3 separate regions of the Mus musculus genome follow, and all the other regions are linked to region 1. The links are chromatin contacts, called in public HiChIP or PLAC-seq and promoter capture Hi-C maps. All regions are on one chromosome and are shown on one strand. Each heading gives the region's core, a stretch centred on a gene start, on an enhancer-like site or on the middle of the called end of the contact. The rest is flanking DNA. Distances are from core to core; before and after follow the strand shown. Region 1 holds the start of Rbm3os (RNA binding motif protein 3, opposite strand). Region 2 holds the start of Usp27x (ubiquitin specific peptidase 27, X chromosome). Region 3 holds the start of Ccdc22 (coiled-coil domain containing 22).

Region 1 (5,025 bases), core at 1,743-4,242:
CAGATCTCTGTAAGTTAGAGGCCAGCCTAGTCTATATAGCAAATTCCTAGCCAGCCAGGCTATATAGTAAGACACTTATCTACAAAAACAGACAAACAAACAAAACCAAAATTAGTCGATAGTTATCTTTAGTCTCACCTCTCCAGAAGCTGAAGCAGGATGACTTGAGCCCAGGAGTTTGAGCCCTCTTAGGGGACTTAGCAATATCCCATTTTCAAATAAATAGATAAAGTTAGTCACAGTGATGCACATCTGTAGTGCTAGGTAGGAGGATTGAGAGTGTGAAGCTATCCTGGGCTATGCGGTGAGGTCCAGGCCAACCTAGAATACATACAGACCCTGTCTACATAGAGACCCTGTCTCCCTCCCTTCCCTACACTTGCTCTGTGTGTGTGTGTGTGTGTGTGTGTGTGTGTGTGTGTGTGTGTGATGTAAATAAAGATATTTCATGCTCTTTGCTGGGAAGATGTATTAGGTATCTATTGATATCAAATTAGCACAAAGCTTAATGAGTATATCAGGCATGCTGCTGCATGCATTAAGTTCGAGCCTGTGTGAGGCTCAAGGGGCAAGGGAACTAAGCACCAATTCACAAATTGAGTTACACAGTCTCAAGACAAAACAAACATCTGTGGTTTTAGACGGTCGGGGTTCTGGGATTGGCCTAGCTAGGTGACTCTGATTCATAGCATTCATATACCATCCATCCAGGTGTCAGCCTACACAGTAGTGTAGGTGTGGATCCACTTCTAGGAAGGCCTGTTCCTGTACCTCTTGGCAGTATATCACAGTTCCGTGTCACTTTAGTCCCCTCTTTAGGACTGCTCTTGATAAACCAGCAAACATGTCACAGAAAGCTCAGCCTGCATGAGAGAACAGAAAACCAAAGTGCCTTTCAGCGACCCAGTCACGACACACTCTGACTTGTGCTTCAATTATTTTGCACATTATAATTGCTCCCCTAAGTCCAGTCCATACTCAAGGGGCAAGAGAACTAGGCTCCAATTCTTTTGTCTGGCGTTTTTCTTGGGAGTTTGGCAGATGGGTGTAACTAATTAGGTAGCCCAGGCTGGCCTTAAATGCAAGAACCTACTGCTCCAGGCTCCCCAAGTGCTAGGATTTCTGGTCTAAGTTATCATACCCAACTAAAGTGCCAGATCTTAATGGGAACAGTATCAGTGTGCACATACCTTAAACCCTCACGTAATATGACGTTATTCTCAACTCTACATTAAATGCAATTTCAAAAATCATCCAATTTTTGTTTGCTTATTTGAATACGGGGTCTCACCATAGGCTAGCTAAAGTTAGCCTGGAACTTGTTAAAGCTCCAATTCACAACCCTGCCTCAGTTTTCTGATAGATGGTGATGAGGCATCTGGTTCAATGGCACAGTAAAAGCAGACACAGCTCTCTCTCTTTGTTGGGATATAAGCCAAGGGACTTGCACATACTAGGAAGGCACTCTGCCACTGAGCTGAACCCTATAGAAGGACTGAGGACCTTAAACTAAAAGCAAAAGTATACAGCTAACGTAATAAGCTGCAGAAGAGTATCTTTGGGACCTGGGCAGGGAGGATTTCTTTAAAAGTACAGACACGCTGGTTGTGGTGATGATCCCAGCACTGAAGAGGCTGAGGCAAAAGTTTTATGAGTTCCAGGGTGACCTGAGCATACAGTGAGGGACAGACCACAGGGTGAGAAATATTAGAACAACAAAAAGTATTCAACTAAAGATAACTACTTACAAATTTAATAAAAATCCATGAAAATCACTGAGAAATGTGGGAATAAGCTTACCAGGAATTACAGATGAATGGCATCCAAAGGGTAGCAAATCGATTTGTGGTGGGGTTGGTGGAGGAGTGGGAGGCAGGCCTTTACAATGTTGAACAAATTTATTCTAGGAGTCAACAATGTAGAGTTCCTGGAGGCAAACAAGTTATTAGGCACTGAAGGCTGGGAAAGATCACATCGTCAGGCAGTGGACTTAGACACTACTTGCTATGGATTTCATTATGTACTGCAAAAGTTCATCCTTTCGATCAAGACCCAGTATCCCGAATAGAGAGTAAAATTCGTTTAGTGGATTGAGATTTGCATCCTTTGAAGCTAGGCTACCTGGCTTGCTGAACGCATTATCAGGCGTAAAGAGACTGTCAGATAAGGATGCAAACTTAAGTCAGAGGATGACACCAAGGGAAGGAGTCCGCTAACACACAGCTATATGTTAGGAGGAGGGGCTAAGCATTCGGAAATGTAAGGTTTGACAGGAAGAACTCTGAAGGCCTCGGGGCCTTAAGGGATATGCAGTTAAAGGTCTAAAAAGAAAAGATTGGTTTCTGAGGACGGCAGTTCGCTGGCACCGACCTACTGTCAGTTAGGACTTCCTATGGAAAGGGAGAGATGACGTCAAAAACACTGAAAATGACGTCAGGGAGGAAAAGGCTCTATGGATCCAACCGTTTGAGATGGAAAGGGGGCCAGTCTCTCGGGCAGAAAGGAGATGCTTATAGGAGAACGCACTGAACTCATAAAGCTCCTCTCGATTCCCGGAAGCGGCGAGGCAAATTGCTGCCTCCGCCTTCCTCGTCCTCTTCCCAACCCCCCCCCCCCGCTGGCCTCAACCAATGAGCACGCACGCCAGGGCGCGCTGGGGGACGTTGTGTGACGTCTCGGCTACGCACGCTTTATCAGGCGTCTTCCCGCGCCGCAGTCTCTCTGTTCTCCCGGTTCCTTCGAGCTCGTCGTCTCTGCCGTCCTCTGACTTTTAATTTCCAGGTAAGCGCCTTCGCCTTGCTCAGCGCTCGTTCCCCACCTCACTTCCTTGCCCTCTATGGGCGAGGGACGAGGGCAGGAAGAGTTGTGGCCGCTGATATGTGGGCTTGAGCTTTGAGGAGGGTTAGTCCCAGGCTCGAAGGCAAAAATGTATTCATTGTGAGGCGGGCGTGCTGCATCGGAACGGGAGAAATGCCGGAAGGCACGGGCTCGGGCGGCGGCGGGGACCACGCGCCAACCTGTACCGGCTGTCCCTTCCCACGTGACCGCCGCCATCTTGTTCTGCGGGGAAAGAGGAAATGCAATGCTGCTGTAGGCCTGCGCGACCGTACAAAATGACGGGCGTGGCAGCCTGGGATGTTGTGGGCATGCGCGATAGGAGTCATCAAATGGCGGATGGGCTCACCCAGCCTTGCTGGTTCCCGCCTTTTCTGCTCCCGAGCCTCTTGCCATTTGAATTGTCTCTTTTAACCCATTTTCTGTCTTCGCTGTAATTCTCTGTATCCGGATATTGTACACCTCACTACCTGCCACATTGACTCCCCAATAATTCGTGCACTCCCTTTAGGACTTGCCTTCTGCCATGTCGTCTGAAGAAGGGAAACTCTTCGTAGGAGGGCTCAACTTCAACACCGATGAACAGGCACTTGAAGACCACTTCAGCAGCTTTGGGCCTATCTCTGAGGGTGAGCCATGGACCAGCCCCGGGGTTGAGGGTTGGTGGAGAAGAGCTAGTCTAGAACTAAAACCTGAAATTCTCTTTAACTTCCATGTCTGTACGGTAACGGTTAGGCTGAAATAAATTCAGTTGGATACAGGATTTTTTTTTTTTTAAACAGGAGCGGGGGGGTTGGCGGGGTCCTAATTCTCCCAAGTGCTATTTGATCTGTGGCTGTGCCTGGCTATTACTTTCTACTTAGATGTTAGGGTTCTAACATTTGTCTTTCTGCCCCTCCCCCAGTGGTTGTTGTCAAGGACCGGGAGACTCAAAGATCCCGGGGTTTTGGCTTCATCACCTTCACAAACCCAGAGCATGCCTCAGATGCGATGAGAGCTATGAATGGAGAGGTGAGGCCTCCTGCCTGCACAGGGGCCGTCTCCCTGTCTGCCACTTTCTTCGTTCTTTCTGTTTTCCCTCTATGTCTGCCAGGGGCAGCGTGGCCACTCACAGGAGCATGACTGCCTTCTGTTCTAGGGGGTGGAGGGCAGCGGCAGACAGAGCCGGGCTGCCTGGGAGGCGACGACTGGTCCTGCATGAGGCGGAGAAGCCACCTGTGGATGGTTGACCTGCTCTGGGCTTAGGTAGTAGAGTCTGCAGAGCTGTGGGCCTGGCAGAGGACCGGAGAGGACCTCGTGAGTCTGCTGGGATGGACTCTGAAGCCTCAGACCGAGAGAGGTGTCTAGCCCTAATAGTCGGGCAGCTTAGAGGAGTGGGGAGGATACGTCAGCCTGAGTTCAGTCAAGATGTAAGTAGTAGCAGGGGAGACCGGTGGATTCAGGTCTTTTTGTGGGATTCCATAGCTCCTGGTGAAGCCATTCTGGTCAGCGGAGCTTGGCTTGGACGAGGCACCCAGAATTTGGTGCCCAGCAGGAATTTCTGGGCTCTTGCCTACACCTACCTGCCTGTGCCCATTCTTCCCTCATCCCTACTGTGACTGACAATTCCTTGTGTCTGTCTCCTTCCCATACCTAGTCCCTGGATGGGCGCCAAATCCGAGTTGATCATGCAGGAAAGTCTGCCAGGGGATCCAGAGGGGGTGCCTTTGGTGGGCGTGGTCGCAGTTACTCTAGAGGTAAGTGCAGTCATGGTTTGATTATGAGATTAAGTAGCGCTATTTAATGTTAAGAGCCTATGTCTGAACAGCTACTATTTGAATATTTTTCTGTAGGTGGTGGAGACCAGGGATATGGAAGTGGAAGATATGACAGTCGTCCTGGAGGATATGGATATGGGTATGGGCGGTCTAGAGACTACAGTGGCAGGTGGGTATTGAGAGGTTGGGATAGTCAGGTACCAGTGTTTTTAAATCTAGTTTATGCTGAAAATGGGAATTTTACATAGTGCTCATATTTTATGTATCCTGTTTATTATACATTTTTTAAGAGTATTATGTGGCTTGGATATATCAAAGGTCAATTGCCCGTGCCCACCATGTACCAATCTCAAGAATACAGTCTCCATCACCTGAAAACTGACTAACATTTCTATTGTGAATCTGCTATTATGAAACATGACATGTATAGTTT
Region 2 (5,025 bases), core at 1,858-4,357, 770 kb after region 1:
GATATTTCCAAAAGGATGCAAAGGCTTGCATGATGTTTCTGAAAGAAATGCCTATTCCCATTTAGAATGAAAGAGGTCTCTCTGTGTTCACATTCAGCAAACACACATTAGGAAGGACATGATGTTCAGTCCTGTCTCATTCTAGCAATAAGCAATATTCATCCATGGAAACAAGCGCCCATCAAATCACTCTAACTGCAAAAGCGTGTGGTATTGGGTCAGGCTTTGTTGTTGTTGTTGTTGGAAGACTAGAGAAGAATTAAAAACTCCAGGAGAAAATAAAACTTGCAACTGTCAAAGAGCTCTGTTATGAGTTTTTAAAGCAGATGCTGGTGGCTCTCAACTCACCAACGTATTTAGGATTCACCAGATTTGTGTAACGTACTGACATAACAGTTTTATTTCTGAAGGTTAACACTTGTCAGAAATTACGTTTTTGCAGCCAAGTGACATTTACGATGCAAAACTTTAGATGTCAACCAAAAACTGTGCGAAGGAGACCACATTTTTCAAAATATTTTTAGAGAGCATTTTGATATAAACCAAGTTTTACATAAACACACAAAAATTTACTAGGGATTGTCATTTACTCTTTTGCCACCTTGTGGACAGAACAGTATTTTAACTCCTAGGCTCATGAAGCTGTCTTTCTTAAGGTCTTCTGTAGGTTTATGCAGGTCTTTGTGAGGCAGAGGCGGTGATGTCTGCCCAGGACTAAGTCCAGACTATACAAGCTCTATACCTGTAAAGATTATGGTGACTTGTATCACTGGTGATTAAAGTAAAGGAAGAATACAATGAGGAAATGAATGTAAGAAAATAATCACTAAGTTGCAAAATTTCCAATGAGGGGCAACTTTTTTTTTTTAAAGAAAAGTACTCAACTACTATTTATTCATTCATTCATCCATTCATTCATTTATTTATTTATTTAAATATTTGGTGCTTCTTTTCTGCTAGTTGTCCTAAAGCCACTTCTTTAGCATGTGTGTTCCTTTTAGGAAAGCCAAATCTAATCCTGGGGTGTCTTTGGCTCAGTGCTCTTAATACATAGTACATAGCTCTTAGTGCCTGGCCATAGATGGTGGGGTGAATGATGGCAGAGCCCCCCACTTCCAGAGTTTTCTGGCCTTGGCAGTGCCCAGGTTCCTCTGTGAGCTTCACAGGAAGCTGATGAGTAGTGGGGCAACTGGGTTACATAGCCATTATTCAGCAGCAGGACTCCTAAGCATGGCGATCTTTAGATTTCTTTGTTGGTTGGTAGCCTGTGAGGATAGGATGAACGTTCTCCTTCCTTGCCTTCTTCACTCGTGCTCCATGAGCTCAGTCATTCTTAGCAGCTGCATCATTCCTTTGGTAGCCATACTGGTTGGACTTCCTCTAGTTGCAGGTGACAAAGGGCAGGCATTTGTTGGAAGGACACTTCAAGGAATTGAAAACAGAGCTGACTTAGGGAAGGCAGGCACTAAGGTAGCCTTAGGCTAGCTAGGAACCACACAGCCTCCATAAGGGCTCCAGCTCCCTGACTAATCCCCAAGGAGTATGTCTTTGCTTCCTCTATGAAGCATGACTCAGGTGGAGGCTGATTTCCAATGCTGACCAGGGATGCTTTGTAGACAGCAGAGCCCCCTAGAGTAGGACCATCCATGTGCACCAGGTACAGCCGGCTGTCACACTGAGGCACTGGACTCTTCTTAGCTCACTCTCTCCCCACGTGCTGATCCCTGCCTTTGGCTGCACCCTCCAGAAGCAGCAGTTGCAGCTGCTTCTGACATCCCCACTCTGCCCAAGACCTGAGCTGTTTGTTCTGGACTCATTCTTCCTGGGCTCTATGATGCTGCTTTTCATACAGCAGGCCCCCAGACTCTCTCCTCACTGGCAGCTCCAAAGATACCCGCTTTATTCCTACGTGCTGCCCACCCAAGACTCTGCTAAATCTTATGGGTCTCAGACTTTGTAGTTTGGGTTCCTTGCAGCGTAAGGGAGGTGCAACCTGTAGGAACAGCCTTGCAGTGTCTGGTTTCCCCTGCTGGCCTTGGAGTGACTGTTTCTGCCCACAGGCTGCTCAGTATCTGGAGTGCTGTATCTGGAGGCCAGCTGTCAACCAGTCATCCCACCCAGGGCCTTTGGAGCCTGAGTGGGAGGCAAGGAGCCAGCACAGGATGGGCTGATAAGTTTCTCAAAGAGACATGTCCCTTCAGGTGGAGCGGCCTTGGGAGCACTGTTGTCCCTCTAGATCTGGGGTTCAGGCTGGTCCCCAGTAAAGTTTGAGCTTCATCGTTTCTGGGAGAGCAGGAGTTGGACCTAGAGGGGGAGACTGAGACATGTTGGGGGTACGTTCAGCTGCTGGAGGCAGGTTCAGCCGCTGGAATGATGGATGTCGGAGCTCCCGCCTTTATTCTCAAGTACCAGACTGTGAAGGGATATTTTATGGCCTCAGAAACGTTTCTAGACAAGACAACCCTTCGGGCCCCCCGCCCCACAGGCTAGGGGAAGCTGCACCCTTGAGGGCAGTACTAGAGGGGAGGAGACCGCCTAGGGGGTCAGAGCAGCGATTGGAGCGGAGAGCTGGAAGCGCCTTAAAGAGACTGCGCGGTCCCCGCCCCACTTCCCGCCAGCCTCAATGAATTAGAGCTGTGTTTCCCAAACTTGCCTGATCACTAGCAGTTTCTCCGGCCCTAGTTAGAGATCCAGGTTCCGGAGTACCTCCCTTCAAGAGTCTGATTCAGTAGGCCTGCGGGTGGAGCCGAGGAATCTGTAATTTTAACACGCTCCCCCACGTGATTGTCGTGAACCAGCAAGTTTGGGAAATATTGAATTAAAGGAAACGGGGCCTGGCTGCAGAAGCGGCCTCCGCTAGGGGGCTTCGGCGGGAGCATTCCCGGGGGCGTCGCCTGCTTCCGCTGCCGCCTCCTTCAGTGAAAGTCCCTTTTGGGTCCAGCTGCCACAACCACCGCGCTCCCTCAGTCCGGACGGGGACACCCCAGGTCTGCGTGGCCCCCGCGCCACCACGCCCAGTGGCCGCCCGAGCCCCACGAGCAGGGGGAGGAGTCGCAGCCAGTGGAGGCGGAGGAGGCTGGAGGAGGCGGAGACGGCGGAGACGGGAGAGAAGGCATAGAGGAAGGTGGAGGCGGAGAAGGTGGAGGGGAAGGTGGAGGCGGCCGGGAAGGTGGACGCCACCGGGAAGGTGGAGACAGCAGGGAAGGTGGACGCCACCGGGAAGGTGGAGATCGCGGAGGGTCCGGGCCGCGGGGCTGAGCTCAAGCTGGAGCTGGAGCAGGAGCCCGAGCCGGAGCCCGAGCCGGAGCCCGAGCGGGAGCCCGAGCGGGAGCCCGAGCCGGAGCCGGAGCGGGAGCCCGAGCCGGAGCCCCAGCCAGAGCCCGAGCCGGAGCCCGAGCCCGAGCCCCAGCCGGAGCCGGAACCCGAACAGAAGCCGGAGCCCGAGCCGGAGCCCGAACCCGAGCCCTTACAGGAGCCTGAGCCTGAGCCTGAGCCTGAGCCTGAGCCTGAGCCTGAGAGGCAGCCCGAGAAGGAGCCGAAGGATGAGAACCCAGCGCAGAGCGGTGTTGGCGGCAGCGGCGACGAGGTTCCTCCCCCCACCCTTCCCTCCGACCCTCCGCGGCCCCCTGATCCCTCTCCGCGTCGCAGTCGTGCCCCGCGCCGCCGACCCCGGCCCCGGCCCCAGACTAGGCTTCGTACCCCGCCGCAGCCTAGGCCACGGCCCCCACCCCGGCCCCGGCCCCGGCGTGGTCCTGGGGGCGGATGCCTGGATGTGGATTTTGCTGTGGGGCCACCAGGTTGTTCCCACGTGAACAGCTTTAAGGTGGGAGAGAACTGGAGGCAGGAATTGCGGGTTATCTACCAGTGCTTCGTGTGGTGTGGAACCCCAGAGACCAGGAAAAGCAAGGCAAAGTCGTGCGTCTGCCATGTGTGTGGCACCCATTTAAACAGACTCCACTCTTGCCTTTCCTGCGTCTTCTTTGGCTGCTTCACAGAGAAACACATCCACGAGCACGCTGAGACAAAACAGCACAACTTAGCGGTAGATCTTTATTATGGAGGCATATACTGCTTCATGTGTAAAGACTATGTGTATGACATAGACATTGAGCAAATTGCCAAAGAAGAGCAAGGAGAAGCCTTGAAATTACAAGCGTCCACCTCGACAGAGGTTTCTCAGCAACAGTGTTCAGTGCCGGGACTTGGGGAGAAATATCCCACCTGGGAAACGACCAAACCTGAACTAGAACTTCTGGGGCACAACCCACGGAGAAGAAGGATCGCCTCCAGCTTTACCATCGGCTTACGAGGACTAATTAATCTTGGCAACACGTGTTTTATGAACTGCATTGTCCAGGCCTTGACCCACACTCCAATACTGAGAGATTTCTTTCTCTCTGACAGGCACCGGTGTGAAATGCCCAGCCCTGAGTTGTGTCTGGTCTGTGAGATGTCGTCGCTCTTTCGGGAGCTGTATTCTGGAAACCCATCTCCTCATGTGCCCTATAAGTTACTGCACCTGGTGTGGATACACGCTCGTCATCTAGCAGGGTACAGGCAGCAGGATGCCCACGAGTTCCTCATCGCTGCGCTAGATGTCCTGCATAGGCACTGCAAAGGTGACGATGTTGGCAAGGTGGCCAGCAACCCCAACCACTGTAACTGCATCATAGACCAAATCTTCACAGGTGGCCTGCAGTCCGATGTCACCTGTCAAGCCTGCCATGGTGTCTCCACCACTATAGACCCATGCTGGGACATTAGTCTGGACTTGCCTGGCTCTTGCACATCCTTCTGGCCCATGAGCCCTGGGAGGGAGAGCAGTTTGAATGGCGAAAGCCACATCCCAGGCATCACCACTCTCACGGACTGCTTGCGAAGGTTTACAAGGCCAGAGCACTTAGGAAGTAGTGCCAAAATCAAGTGTGGTAGTTGCCAAAGCTACCAAGAATCTACCAAACAGCTCACTATGAAGAAGTTACCAGTAGTTGCCTGCTTTCATTTCAAACGGTTTGAACACTCAGC
Region 3 (5,025 bases), core at 1,678-4,177, 540 kb after region 1:
ACTGTAGTTTCATGACTCTGTCTGTGGCTTTGTTTCAGCTTTTGAGAGGGGTAAAGGGTCAACCTGGTTAAGGTCCCCAGCTTTGAAGGAAATAAGACGTCTGGATTAAAATCCTTACTACTATTTAGAAGTTGTGTATTGCATTGAGTCAATTATGGGATTACATCTGAGCCTCAGTTTTCTTATCTGTATAATGGAAAGGATAATAATAGTTGCCTGAATTATAAGGATGTTGTGAGGAGTAAGTTGAGCTCAATATTCATACGAATGTCTAGTATGTGATATTATTTTGATTTTGAAAATGAGAAAATTGAAATGCAAGCGTTAATAATTTGCCGAAGTGGCTGAATCAAGAGCCAAACCAAGGCATTCTGACTCTTGAGCCTCCGCAGCTTACAGCAGCACTAGCTGTATGTTCCTGATCTGCATTCATTTTGTGTTTGTAGAAGGAAGGGTCTGCTCAACCTGGAGCATTGGCTCTGTGGTTAAGAGCTCATAGTGCTCCTCCAAAGGACATGGGTTTAATTCACAGCACTCACATGGCAGCTCAAAGTCTCCTGGAACTCAAGTTCTAGGAGATCTGACACCTTTTCTTACCTCTGCTGTCAATGCACACACATGACACTCATACATAAACTCAGGCACATACACACACTTATAAGATAAATTAATAACAACTTGAAAAAGGGTCTGTGCTGTTTCTGGACAGCCAGGGAAATCACTCCATAGCAGTACTGGCGTCTAGATGTTAGATGACCTTCAAGTTCATGATAAGGTCTGTAGCTATCATGCGGTTTGGATTCTAATGTCCCATGTGGTGGAGGTGGGGGATTGTCTTTTGGTTAGCAGGGTTTAGATTAAGGTTTAGTGTGAGGCTGGATTTGGAGTGAGTGCTAGGGTCAGGATTGAGTCTGGGTTTCATTTGGGAACTAAGGCTATGCATAAGGTTAGGGGCTATTGAGGATAACACATAGGCTAGGTTGTGCAATTGAGATTGGGTGACAAAGAAGCTCTTTTAAGGGGAGGCTAGGACAGGAAGAGGGGGATGATACTCTAGTTCCCCAGAGACCTCTCTGGGAGTAGGATCCAGGTGGGCAATTGGTAGGTGAGAGGATGAGGGTGGACCAGAGCCCAGGGTCACTTCAAGGGTCTTCAGGGGTGGATGGCTTCTCTCACCTTTCCCGACTTCAGATTCCGACATCCTCCTCAGGAGATATAAGGACCATCTGCACACAGTCCTCCCTCTCCTCTCCCAGCCTTAGAGAGATTAAGGTCACGGGGCGGGGAAAAATGGTGTCAGTTGGGAGGGTGAACAGGGGGAGCAAATGGGATATTTGTAGGTCTGAGATTGGCAAGGGGAAAGGCACTGGTTAAGTGTATAGTAAATCGATATCTGCACCAAGCAGGCAGAAACCAAAATACGAAAAAAAAAAGGTATAATTTTCCAATAGCATATAACACTTGAGGTACATAGGAAAAACCTAATATATATATATATTTATCTCTAGGAAAAAAGTCAGATAGTAAATATCAAAGGGACATAAAATGGAGAAATATGTAACATTTAGTGATGCTGTAAAGTTCCCCAAAGTGATCTTCTTGGCATTCTGCATTAGCTATACCAAACAAAATCTCAGCATAGTTTTCTTTGGAATTGACAGTCTTTGAGACAAATGACAAAAAATAAAAACAAAAACAAAAACAAAATACCAAAACACCACCACCAACAACAAAAAACCCCAAAACCAAAAAACAAAAAAGCCAAATCCATTTTGAAAAAGAACAAGACAACAAGATGGGAGGGCTTGCCATATATGATATCAAGACTCATTGTAAATCTACAGTAATTAAAAATAGAATACAGTCAGGGGCGGTGGTACAAGCCTTTAATCCTAGCACTTGGGAGAAAGAAATATTATTATTACAATTTTGAGGCCAGCCTGGGCTACATTGCAAGATTTTGTTGTCTGAAAACCAAACCAAAGCAAGACAGGATAGCACAACGAGAGGAGAAAGAGAGAGAGAGAGAGAGAGAGAGAGAGAGAGAGAGAGAGAGAGAGAGAGAGCTTAGTTCAGAAACTGAGTCAAGTATGTGATGTGTATGTGTGATTATGACAAATGTTAGCACTACTGGATAGTAGAGACAAAAGAGGCTGTTCAATAAGGAATGGTTTCATAAGGAGGTGATCTCCTTCTGTAGCCCAATCTACACTTGGGACAGGTGCTGAGATTACAGATGTTTACCACTACGCCTGGTCTAGTAATTCTTTGCTTTTTCCATCTATTTTGTGTGCATGATAGTGGTACTGCTGCACATGTGTAGATGTCAGAGGACATTTTGTAGGAGTCCATTCTCTTTTTATGTCTCTTGGGTCCCAGGGAGGATCGACCTCAGTTTGTTGTGGTTGGTGGTTAAGTAGGTTTACTCGAGCAATGACGTTTGTTTTATTTATTTAAAATCTATTTATGATCCTTTTGTGTGTGCTCACGAGCATAAATGTGTCACAGTGCACACGTGGAATTCAGACTCTTATCAAGTCATTTCCTGCCTTCCACCATGTGGATCTCAGGGAGAGAACTCAGGTTGTGAGGCTATCCTGAGTCACATCCCCAGTCGTAGCAATTATGTCTTAACCCTAGGAAGAAGGTATTATCCAAATTCTCACTTTACAGATGAGGCTAGCAAGACACGGGGGAACAGTCATTTTGTACACGTATAAACTTTTATAGCTTGGAAGATGAACGTGTCTTATAAATGAAAATTTTTCTCTGTCCTGTCTCTCAACTCCCCAGCCCATTTCCTTTTTTTTTCCCTTGGAGGAGACCATGGGACTACAAGTGAAAGAACTACAACTTCCAGGAGCCATTACGTAATTCACACCCCGCCTCCAGCGCCGCTGCCTGCGCAACGCTCACTCCTTAGAACTACATTTCCCAATGTTCCTCGCGCGGCACGTGACTCTCTGTCCTCGCCGCGCCGAGAGCAGCGCGGAGAGCTCCAATTTCTCTGATCTGGTCCTAGACCCAGCCCCGGAGTTAGAATTAACTCCACCATGGAGGAGGCTGACCGAATCCTCATCCATTCCTTGCGCCAGGCGGGCACGTAAGTACGCAACCCCCAGTCGCCTCCAATTGCTCACATCCGGGACTCCAAATCCTAGGACCCCCATTACCCGGGAACCTTAAAATGAAGACCTTGACACCCAAAGGCCCAAACTTACAGGATTCCGAAGCCTCTCCTCCTCCTCCCTGCTTACACTCTAACATCATGACTTTCCTAAATACTTTGATGTGGACATTGGGTAAAACCTCGAGGACTCAGACACCTTACAAACTGAGACCTGCATATGCTGGGATCCTGATATCTAGAGGTTCCAGGACACCCACACCAGGAAACTGATAACACAGGAGTCTGGCACCCAGAGTCTCCAGAATTCCTGAGACTGGCAACTTGATCTTCGAACAATAACTCCTGAAACTCCCAGGACTTATCAAAATACCAGGGCCCTACATTCTGACAGTAGCAGCACTTGGTAACACAGGAACACAAAGGATGCACTATTTGAGGGACCTAAAAGTCCTTGATGCCAAAATTTAGGATGCCCGATTTTTTATTTCTATTTATTGACCCTGACATTTGAGACTTCTGAAAACTCCAGCCTCTTCCTATGTAGCTTTCCCAAACCTCGTAGATCTAGGAGGCCTTGCCATGCAAAGAACAATGTCCTGGTGCCCAGAAATATGGAGACTGTGCCACTTGGACCATTTTCACTTTTGCAGATCCCAGAGGTTGGAAACTTTGAAGTGTAGGGGAGTTTGAGACTTTTCTGAATTCAGGTCACCCTCATTCACCGAGGTCTTAGGACTAAGTAAAGGTCATAGTCACCAGCACCCAGGATCTGTTGAAGCCTTGGTTGTTCCCTGCCCCGACCTGGATTCTAGAGCATTCCCTCTCTAGAAGTCTGTACTTTGTTTCCTAACTACTCAAGCCTGGTGCTTTCCTTTTTAGGGCAGTTCCTCCAGAAGTGCAGACTCTGCGAGCTTTCACCACTGAGCTGGTCGTAGAGGCTGTGGTCCGATGCCTTCGAGTGATTAATCCTGATGTGGGCTCTGGCCTCAGTCACTTGCTACCACCAGCCATGTCTGCCCGCTTCCGCCTGGCCATGAGTCTGGCCCAGGCCTGCATGGTGAGTGCCCTCCTCCCAGTGTGCACACTGTCTTCCTTCCTTTTTCACAAAGTCGCCAAGTTCTTTGACACTTGCCTTCTTCTCTGTCCCTTTGTATAGCTAAAGCTGCTGCCTCTGTAGCCAAACTGTGTGACTAGTTCAGACCCTACCTAGTTCAGTTCACGCTTTCTGTGTGACCCTAACTGTTCTATGCCTTCTCCTTATTTGTGAAATGGAGATGATATAATGAGCTTGTGTGGATTAAATGAGCTGATTCGGTTTGTGCTCAGGCTAATGTTAACAGCCACCTTCTAAGCTTGACATCAAAATCTCACTCCACTGTCACATAGTAGGCCATTTACCTATTTATTAGGGCTGAAGGAAGACCTTGACTGGGTTACATTCTCCTAAATAAAGCTCTGACTAGCTCTGCCCAGACCTCATGGGCATCCTATCGGACCTGCGATTACTTGTTTCATCAATGGGACTGGGGAAGAGGAAGGTCATTGTCTGTTCCATTGTATTGTGCTTCTCATAGTTCCAAAAATGATGCTCTCATGAAGCACCCACCCCTCTTCACTTCAGAGCTGTGCCCATTTACTGTGGTCAAGAGCAGAGAGGTCTACCTTTTCTTGTAGCTCACTGTCTTTGCAGCTTTGAACCTGCCTTTTAACCTTTTTGGTCCTCAGTTTCTCTGTGTTGGCTGTGTGTGAAAGCCAAAGTGAACCAGTGTGTAGCTCAGTTTCAGAGTTTGTACTTCATATGTATGAGGTCTTGGGTTCAAGTCTCCAGCATGCACAAAGCAAAAACTGAGTTGCTATAGGAATAGTTGATCACATACTTTGGCAGCCTGTATCCC

What was found. Promoter capture Hi-C pulls out the DNA fragments that hold promoters and counts their contacts. HiChIP or PLAC-seq counts read pairs in DNA pulled down with a chosen protein or histone mark.
Region 2: an H3K27ac HiChIP or PLAC-seq map of extraembryonic endoderm stem cells shows a contact between it and region 1, with 4 times the contacts expected there. The contact joins the promoter of Usp27x here to the promoter of Rbm3os in region 1. A contact is called at or near these places in 4 of 39 promoter capture datasets (cranial neural crest, hippocampal neurons, liver and 1 more) and 1 of 115 datasets of contacts at active chromatin or transcription factors (extraembryonic endoderm stem cells).
Region 3: a promoter capture Hi-C map of erythroid cells shows a contact between it and region 1, with 16 times the contacts expected there. The contact joins the promoter of Ccdc22 here to the promoter of Rbm3os in region 1. A contact is called at or near these places in 4 of 39 promoter capture datasets (cranial neural crest, erythroid cells, liver and 1 more), 1 of 115 datasets of contacts at active chromatin or transcription factors (memory CD8 T cells) and 1 of 9 other capture datasets (liver).

Annotation. Positions count from the first base shown.
Region 1 is chrX:8,143,394-8,148,418 of GRCm38.p6, reverse strand. Rbm3os (RNA binding motif protein 3, opposite strand) reads right to left here and starts at 2,992. Exons shown (of 3, transcript NR_033561.1): 1 at 2,688-2,992; 2 at 1,801-1,927; 3 at 455-863. It overlaps Rbm3 (RNA binding motif (RNP1, RRM) protein 3), which reads left to right and starts at 2,539. Exons shown (of 7, transcript NM_001166410.2): 1 at 2,539-2,781; 2 at 3,347-3,464; 3 at 3,740-3,846; 4 at 4,472-4,571; 5 at 4,668-4,761. The coding sequence starts at 3,362.
Region 2 is chrX:7,373,912-7,378,936 of GRCm38.p6, reverse strand. Usp27x (ubiquitin specific peptidase 27, X chromosome) reads left to right here and starts at 3,107. Exons shown (of 1, transcript NM_019461.4): 1 at 3,107-5,025. The coding sequence starts at 4,076. Gm14379 (predicted gene 14379) reads right to left here and starts at 3,012. Exons shown (of 2, transcript NR_026741.1): 1 at 2,654-3,012; 2 at 895-2,413.
Region 3 is chrX:7,603,322-7,608,346 of GRCm38.p6, reverse strand. Ccdc22 (coiled-coil domain containing 22) reads left to right here and starts at 2,927. Exons shown (of 17, transcript NM_138603.3): 1 at 2,927-3,103; 2 at 4,010-4,187. The coding sequence starts at 3,054. Cacna1f (calcium channel, voltage-dependent, alpha 1F subunit) reads right to left here and starts at 1,244. Exons shown (of 48, transcript NM_019582.2): 1 at 1,177-1,244. The coding sequence starts at 1,201.